Regions from separate parts of the Oryctolagus cuniculus genome. Here region 1 is linked to region 2. A link is a contact called in public Micro-C data. All regions are on one chromosome and are shown on one strand. Each heading gives the region's core, a stretch centred on a gene start, on an enhancer-like site or on the middle of the called end of the contact. The rest is flanking DNA. Distances are from core to core; before and after follow the strand shown.

Region 1 (3,279 bases), core at 77-2,576, 170 kb before region 2:
TGGCCCGGGAGTGCAGTGGAGGATGGCCCAAGTGCTTGGGCCCTGCACCCCATGGGAGACCAGGAGAAGCACCTGGCTCCTGCCTTCAGATCAGCGCGGTGCGCCGGCCGCAGCACACCGGCCGCGGCGGCCATTGGAGGGTGAACCAATGGCAAAGGAAGACCTTTCTCTCTGTCTCTCTCTCTCTCACTGTCCACTCTGCCTGTCAAAAAAAAAGAAAAAAAAAGAAAGAAAAAGAAACTTTAAATAAAAATATGAACAAAACTCTTTAAAAATAAAAAAAAAGTGACTGGGTTGGGAGAGGTGGGAAGAGACAGAAAGACTCCCAGAAGGCTAGAAACAAGTTTGGCAGCAAAAGCAGGATCTGCATTAAAAAGGCAAAGAATGCAGAGTGATGTGTGGGCCCAGGAAAAAAAAAGTTGCTATGCAGAGATAAAGGGAAATTACAGGTTCAGAGTGCTAGGCACTTTCACACACCCTATACAGCATCCTTTCTCACGCACGGTAAACCCAGTGGTCAGTTTATCCTAGGCTGAACACATAATACAAAAGCCCCGACGGTCAAGAAGGGCGCACCCTCAAGCAGAGCTGTTTGCAGCATTCTTGCAGTCTCAACCTTCCCCCATGCGCTCAAAATCCCTCACTCTCTCTAACTTCCTGTAGCTAAAAGAATTCAGCGTGAGTCCCACTTTCTGCCATTTAGTTATGTACTAGATTAGGCAAAGCTCCCCACAAGGCAGGCAGATTGACTGCTCTGGGTCAGGAAAGGTCAAAGGACCAACCCTCGGGGGCGAGGGAAGCGACTGAACACTCCTCAGCTCTGAGCCAGGACAGAGTATCTTGCACTTGGAAACGGAACAGGACAGGCAACCCTGGTGACCCAACAACCCCAACATTATGAGCCCGCTCAGCAGGTCCACACGTCCTTCACCACTAAAGGTAGCTGCTTCCAGAACTTGATGTGGACCCGGGAGCCTGGGACCGAGAGATCCCCTCCCCCTCCCCGCATCAGATTCAGACAGGAAGAGCCGGCTCCTTGTCCCCGACACACACACCCCTCACCCCACCCCCAAATTCCTTCCCTCCTGGGAGTGGCTCACACACTAAAGCAACCATCTCGGGGAATGGAGAGACTCGCGGCGAGAAGGCTGGAATTGAGGGTCAGCTGGGGGATTCTTCAATAAAGGTTACCCGGGAAAAGTCTGCACTTTCTCCAGCGCCGTTCCACACGGCTCGCGGAGCCTCCCGGGCGGCTAGAGTTGGACCCCGCAGGCTCAGCGAGCTCGGTGCCACATCCGGGTAGCGAGTGAGTCCCACCCAGTCAGCAGACGCAGCCTTCACTCGACGCCCCGAGACCTCCTGGGAAGTGGAGTTCCAGGCTCGGCGCTCTGTCTACAAGGCGCAGGCGTCTGATCACACTTTCAAGGCAATCAAGGTCTCGGTAGTCTTCGACTAGTTAGATTCGGCACCAGTTAGCGGGTGGAGAGGTCCCCAAGCCTCCCCTTGGATAAGCCAGACCACACTCCCTTCCCCAGATCTCTGCTTTTTACCCAGGACCAGTGTTAATATAAAGACGCTAAGACCTGAGAAAGTATTTGCAAAAAGGGAAACAATACAAGAAACTGGGGTAGTGAGCAAATTAGGGCTGCTTTCTGTCACCATGTATGTTTGCATTTGCTAGAGTTTTATATAAATATGTACTTTTTGAACAGCTTCCTTCAGATGTGTGTGTGTGTACAGACAGATAAACATACCACGTAACTGCCCCAGTTAAAGTGTACAAGTCAATGGCTTTTGGTATATTGCATTCTTAACTTCATATTTTGTGGTAAAATATGTTAAAAAGTTGCCACTTTAGTCATTTTAAGTGTACAATTCAGAGGCATTAAGTACATTGGCAGCGTTATGCAACCCTCACTACTCTTATTTCCAAAACTCTCATCACCCCAAACAGAAACTCTATCCCTTCAACAATAACTCCCCATTCCTCCCTCCCCCCAGCCAGTGGTAACCTCTAATCAACATTCTGTATCTACCAGTTTGACTCTTCTAGGTACTTCATATAAATGGAATCATACACTACATATTTGTCCTTTGTTATCATCTGTTGATGGACATTTGGATTGTTGACAACTGTGGGTATTGTGAATAATGCTGTAAGAAACATTGGTGTGGGGCCCGCACCATGGCACAGTAGGTTAATCCTCCACCTGTGGTGCAGGCATCCCATATGGATGCCAGTTCTCATCCCAGCTGCTCCTCTTCCAATCCAGCTCTCTGCTACGGCCTGGAAACAGTAGAAGTTGGCCCAAGTCCTTGGGCCCCTGCACCCACATGAGAGACCCAGAAGAAGCACCTGGCTCCTGGCTTCGGATTGGCGCAGCTCCAGCTGTTGCAGCCATTTGGGGAGTGAACCAACGGAAGGAAAACCTTTCTGTCTCTCTCACTGTCTGCAACTCTACCTCTCAAATTAACAAAGAAAATCTTAAAAAAACACACATTGGTATACAATGTGTATCTGGTTTCTTTGAGTTTCCTCTTGTTTTTCTGCTCTTTCACTGATTTCCACTTTGACCATTATTTTTTCTCTTCTTGTACTTTGAAGTTTTATTTATTTATTTTTATTTGAAAAACAAAGATCTAGCCGGCGCCGTGGCTCAATAGGCTAATCCTCCACCTTGCGGCGCCGGCACACCGGGTTCTAGTCCCGGTTGGGGCGCCGGATTCTGTCCCGGTTGCCCCTCTTCCAGGCCAGCTCTCTGCTATGGCCAGGGAGTGCAGTGGAGGATGGCCCAGGTGCTTGGGCCCTGCACCCCATGGGAGACCAGGAAAAGCACCTGGATCCTGGCTCCTGCCATCAGATCAGCGCGGTGCGCCGGCTGCAGCGGCGGCCATTGGAGGGTGAACCAACGGCAAAGGAAGACCTTTCTCTCTCTGTCTCTCTCTCACTGTCCACTCTGCCTGTCAAAAATAAAATAAAAAAAAATAAAATAAAATAAAAAAATAAAAAAAAAAAAAAAAAAAAAAAAAAAACAAAGATCTGCCATCTGCTGGTTCATTCCCTCAATGCCCACAATAGCCAGAACTGGTCCAGGCTGAAGCCAGCAGCCCGGAACTCCCTCTGGGTCTCCTGTGTGAGTGACAGTAACCCAAGCCATCATTTGTTGCCTCCCAGGGTGGGCATTAGCAGGAAGCTGGAATCTGAAACAGAGCCAGGACTCAAATCGAGGCACTCTGACAGGGAATGCAGGTATCCAGAGTGGCATCTTCTCCATTGCA
Region 2 (3,486 bases), core at 280-2,779:
CCCCCAGGTGTGTGGCTGATGTGAACACTTCTGATTACCTATTTTGCACAGTAGACTGCTTCTCTCTCCGCCCCCTCACCGCCACAACGTGTATGTGCGCTCTGCATTTTCAGTGTCACTCAGCCCCTGATTGTCAGAGCAAGGACTGCGTAGAAACTAATGAGGACAGACAGGGCCTCAGACAGAAACACACCTCAGAAATGTTTTGTGATGGAGACGAAGGAGAGGAGCTGGAAGCAGAGACTGGGGAGGAAATAGGATTTGTGTCTCCACTTACTCTGTACCCCATCAGAGGCCCGAGGGGCAAGCCTGGACAATGCAACTGAGCCGCGCATGGATTTTAGCCAAGGGGCCCCCAAGGGGGCTAGCCAGGATGGACTAGAAAAGGAAGGTACCTGCGTATTGCCCAGAACCTTCTTTGTTTCTGGAAGAAGCAAATCAGTCTCATCTCCAAGGGTGGGTGGGTGGGTGGGGGACCCAGGTGCCAAAGCTCCCTGGGAGGATAAGCCTGGGTCTGAGCACTCTGCAGACTGAGGGACCGCAGAGTCTAGTCTTTGGTTTGCTATCCAGAGTCAGGGAGTTATGGGACCCCCACTATGTACAAAGCCCCATACACGGCAGTGTGAAACCCAGGTCAAACTGGAAGCTTTCAATCACCTGCTTTAGCTGGAGCGGAAGACACACAGCAGAGTGGCGGTGATGATAGTGCCAGGAGAAAAGGGCTCCTGGGACTGTAAGACGTAACCCAAAGGGGACAAATTCAGCCAGTCAAGAGATCTTCTGAATGCACTTGACCCTATGGAGGACAGGCAGGGGCCCATGCGTTTTACCTATGTAAATGCTCTGAGCCCCGCGCAGTTGCTTAGTTTGAGTCTCAGTTCCCTAGTTTTCTTGCTCTTCCTTTTCCCTCCCCGCCACCACTAACGACTAAAGATCTGTTTCCTCTTTAGGGCTGCAGCCTGCAGCAAACTTACCCTATGTGCCAGCTGCTGATGCCCACGAGACCCACAGAAATGTTTGTAAACTTCCAAGCCTAACTATCCCTCCCTGATGTCCCCCCTGTTGGGAGGGGGCAACCTGACCTCTGCTAGGAACCCAGAGACTAGAAACAGGCAGAAAGAAGCGTCGCCATAGTCCCTTCCTCTCCTACTCCCATCAAGTGCACGGGGAATCTCAGAGAACAGGCAAGGGTTAAGCTCCTTATAAGGAAATGGACGTCCTCTTTCCTGTGCGGAAATTGTGTTTTTTGCTTCTTTACGTTTAAAGGGCACTGGGAAAAACAAAACAAAACACCAAACTATACCCGATAGGATTCACAGAAATCGTTCCCCTATAGCAGGGGAGGATGGGCGGGGGACAGCTAGGAGCTCAGGGAGCAAGGACGAGAGGGGCGGGGCTGCCTCCGGAAGGCGAGCGTGCGAAGAATCTGAGGGATGAGTCATCAAAAAGAAGCTGCGAGCGGGAGCGGAACTAGAAATCTGAGCTGGGAAAGAGACGAGCACTCATTAGCGGCAGATCATGTCAATCACGGCTGCTCCGCAAATGACCTGCGAACCTCCTGGGCCCCTCAGACCGGAAGACGGGACCTGGTGGGCGGTCCAAAGCCTTTGAAATCGGAAAAGACCGAGCGCGAGCGAACCGTCCTCGGAGCGTGATGCGGCGCAGGCGGGCACCGGAGAAAGATGGCGTTTGCCATCAAGGTCACATGGCCACTTTGGGGCACTGAAACGAAACGCTCACTAAAAACAATAGCAACGGCCACCCTAGGATCAGCTTTTCAGAAGCAGTTTCAGTTCTAACCCCCCCCTCCCCAATTGGACTCGTGAGAACATTGGCATTTGTCAGAACACTTGTCCTAAAAAGATGTCTTTAAAGCTGCGTGAAGGGGTGGGGTTTCACTTGGGCTCGGCTCTCTCGGGAGCCTGAAAGGGGTGGGTGAAAGTAGGGGACACTCAGGGGCCCGGATGACTGCAGCAAGTGTTCAGGACAGGAGGCACCCACCAGGGTCTCTGTACTGGGGGCCACGTGGGAAGCTGATTAGCAGGGACTGAATCTCACTAGAGCTATGGCAGGCTCAAGCCCGGGCAGTTTGCTGTAATGTCTGGCTTCTCTCCTGTTTGGACAAGATACTGTGGCTGGAAAAAAAAAGGGGGGGGGGACTTGATTAGGTGTTCTGTGCCTTGTATCTGTTAAAAGTTCCTTTAATGTTAAACTGTAGCTAATCCAGGATAAGATATGTGAGCTTCATCACCCGGTTTGTGTGTTCTTTTGTTAACTTTCTTATCCTTCAGTTTGCTGGCTAATACGATTTCTGAAAAATTGCAACCCTGTCTTAACTAAAAGATAAAGGGGGCTTGTTCTCTTCTTGGCCAGTGAAGATGGGGGGCCTCCACTCCGACTCCTCGGTGTTGTAAGCAAAAGGGCAGAGCTGGTGTGTGTGCAAGGAGGCAGAAGCATTCTCATCTAGCTGATGATTTCTTTCTTTTGCACGGCGATGATCTGCACCTCCCTACCTGCAATCTACGCTAGGAAAGGTGGACTTCAGGGGCCCCTGAGAATGGAGGGAGTGGCAGAGACACGAACCTTTTCACCAGCTCTGGCCAGCTCGAGGCTAGCCATCTACCCTCTACAGAGAACCCCCCCTCTCCCATTATGGCAGACATCATTAGGCCCCTCCAGTCTGAGCCTGATTGACTGCTTTGCATCTAATCAGCAATGGGGTTTGAGGGGAAAGGGGCTTCCGTGTATCTGTTCTATTCTCTGTGGCACGGGTTCTCCCCCTCCCCAACCTTTTAAAGGGGCTATAGGAGGGGCTAGTGCTGTGGCATAGTGGGTTCAGTCAAATAGGCTCCAATTTGAGTCCCAGCTGCTGCTCATCTGATCCAGCTCCTTGCTAATGTGCCTGGGAAAGAAGCAGAGGATGGTCCAAGTCCTTGGGCCCCTGTACCCACGTGGGAGACCCAGAAGAAGCTCCTGGCTCCTGGCTGTGGTCTGGCCCAGCCCTGGCAGTTGCAGGTGTTTGAGGAGTGACCCAGCCGACCAAAGATTCTGTCTCTCCCTCCTCTCGCTCTGTAACTGCCTTTCAAATAAATAACATCTTAAAAAAAATAAAGGGGCTATAGGAATCCCACGTGTAGCCTCAGGGGAGCAGGCTTATCTATGGAGGAGTCATTCTAGCTCAGTCATCCTAGAACAGTAGACAGCCCACTCGGGAAGAAGTTAACATTGAAATCGGAGCTCCTGGGGGAACCAGACCCTATTGCTGTTACTCCCTTGGCCACCCTAGAGGCTCAGAACAATTTGTCTGATCAAGTCTATGAGAGAGAGAGAGAGATCACGTGAGAGCAAGTGCTGGCGCTTATATCTTCTGTAATAGATAATCAAGCCATCATAAAAGAGTGGGTGGGAGTGCAGAGTGGGTGGAGGGAGGGGCATCCGACAAACTCAATGCTGTAGTATTCCCTCTGGGGAAATAGAAACTTTGGC

What was found. Hi-C and Micro-C count contacts between places; a contact is called where the count stands out from the background.
Region 1: a contact with region 2 is called in a Micro-C map of ear pinna, with 10 times the contacts expected there. The contact joins the promoter of RHOGL here to the enhancer-like site in region 2. A contact is called at or near these places in 3 of 6 Hi-C or Micro-C datasets (ear pinna, psoas muscle and an unstated tissue).

What each region holds. Positions count from the first base shown.
Region 1 is chrX:51,153,354-51,156,632 of mOryCun1.1, reverse strand. RHOGL (rho-related GTP-binding protein RhoG-like) reads right to left here and starts at 1,326. Exons shown (of 2, transcript NM_001382224.1): 1 at 1,192-1,326.
Region 2 is chrX:50,981,989-50,985,474 of mOryCun1.1, reverse strand. No RefSeq gene overlaps it. Among named protein-coding and RNA genes, the nearest start is that of NLGN3, 34 kb to the right of the region's middle. Within about 2 kb of position 1,529, at least 8 of the 8 cell types and tissues checked have an H3K27ac peak or open chromatin away from gene starts, as enhancers often do. A contact at or near this core is called in ear pinna, where this site is marked.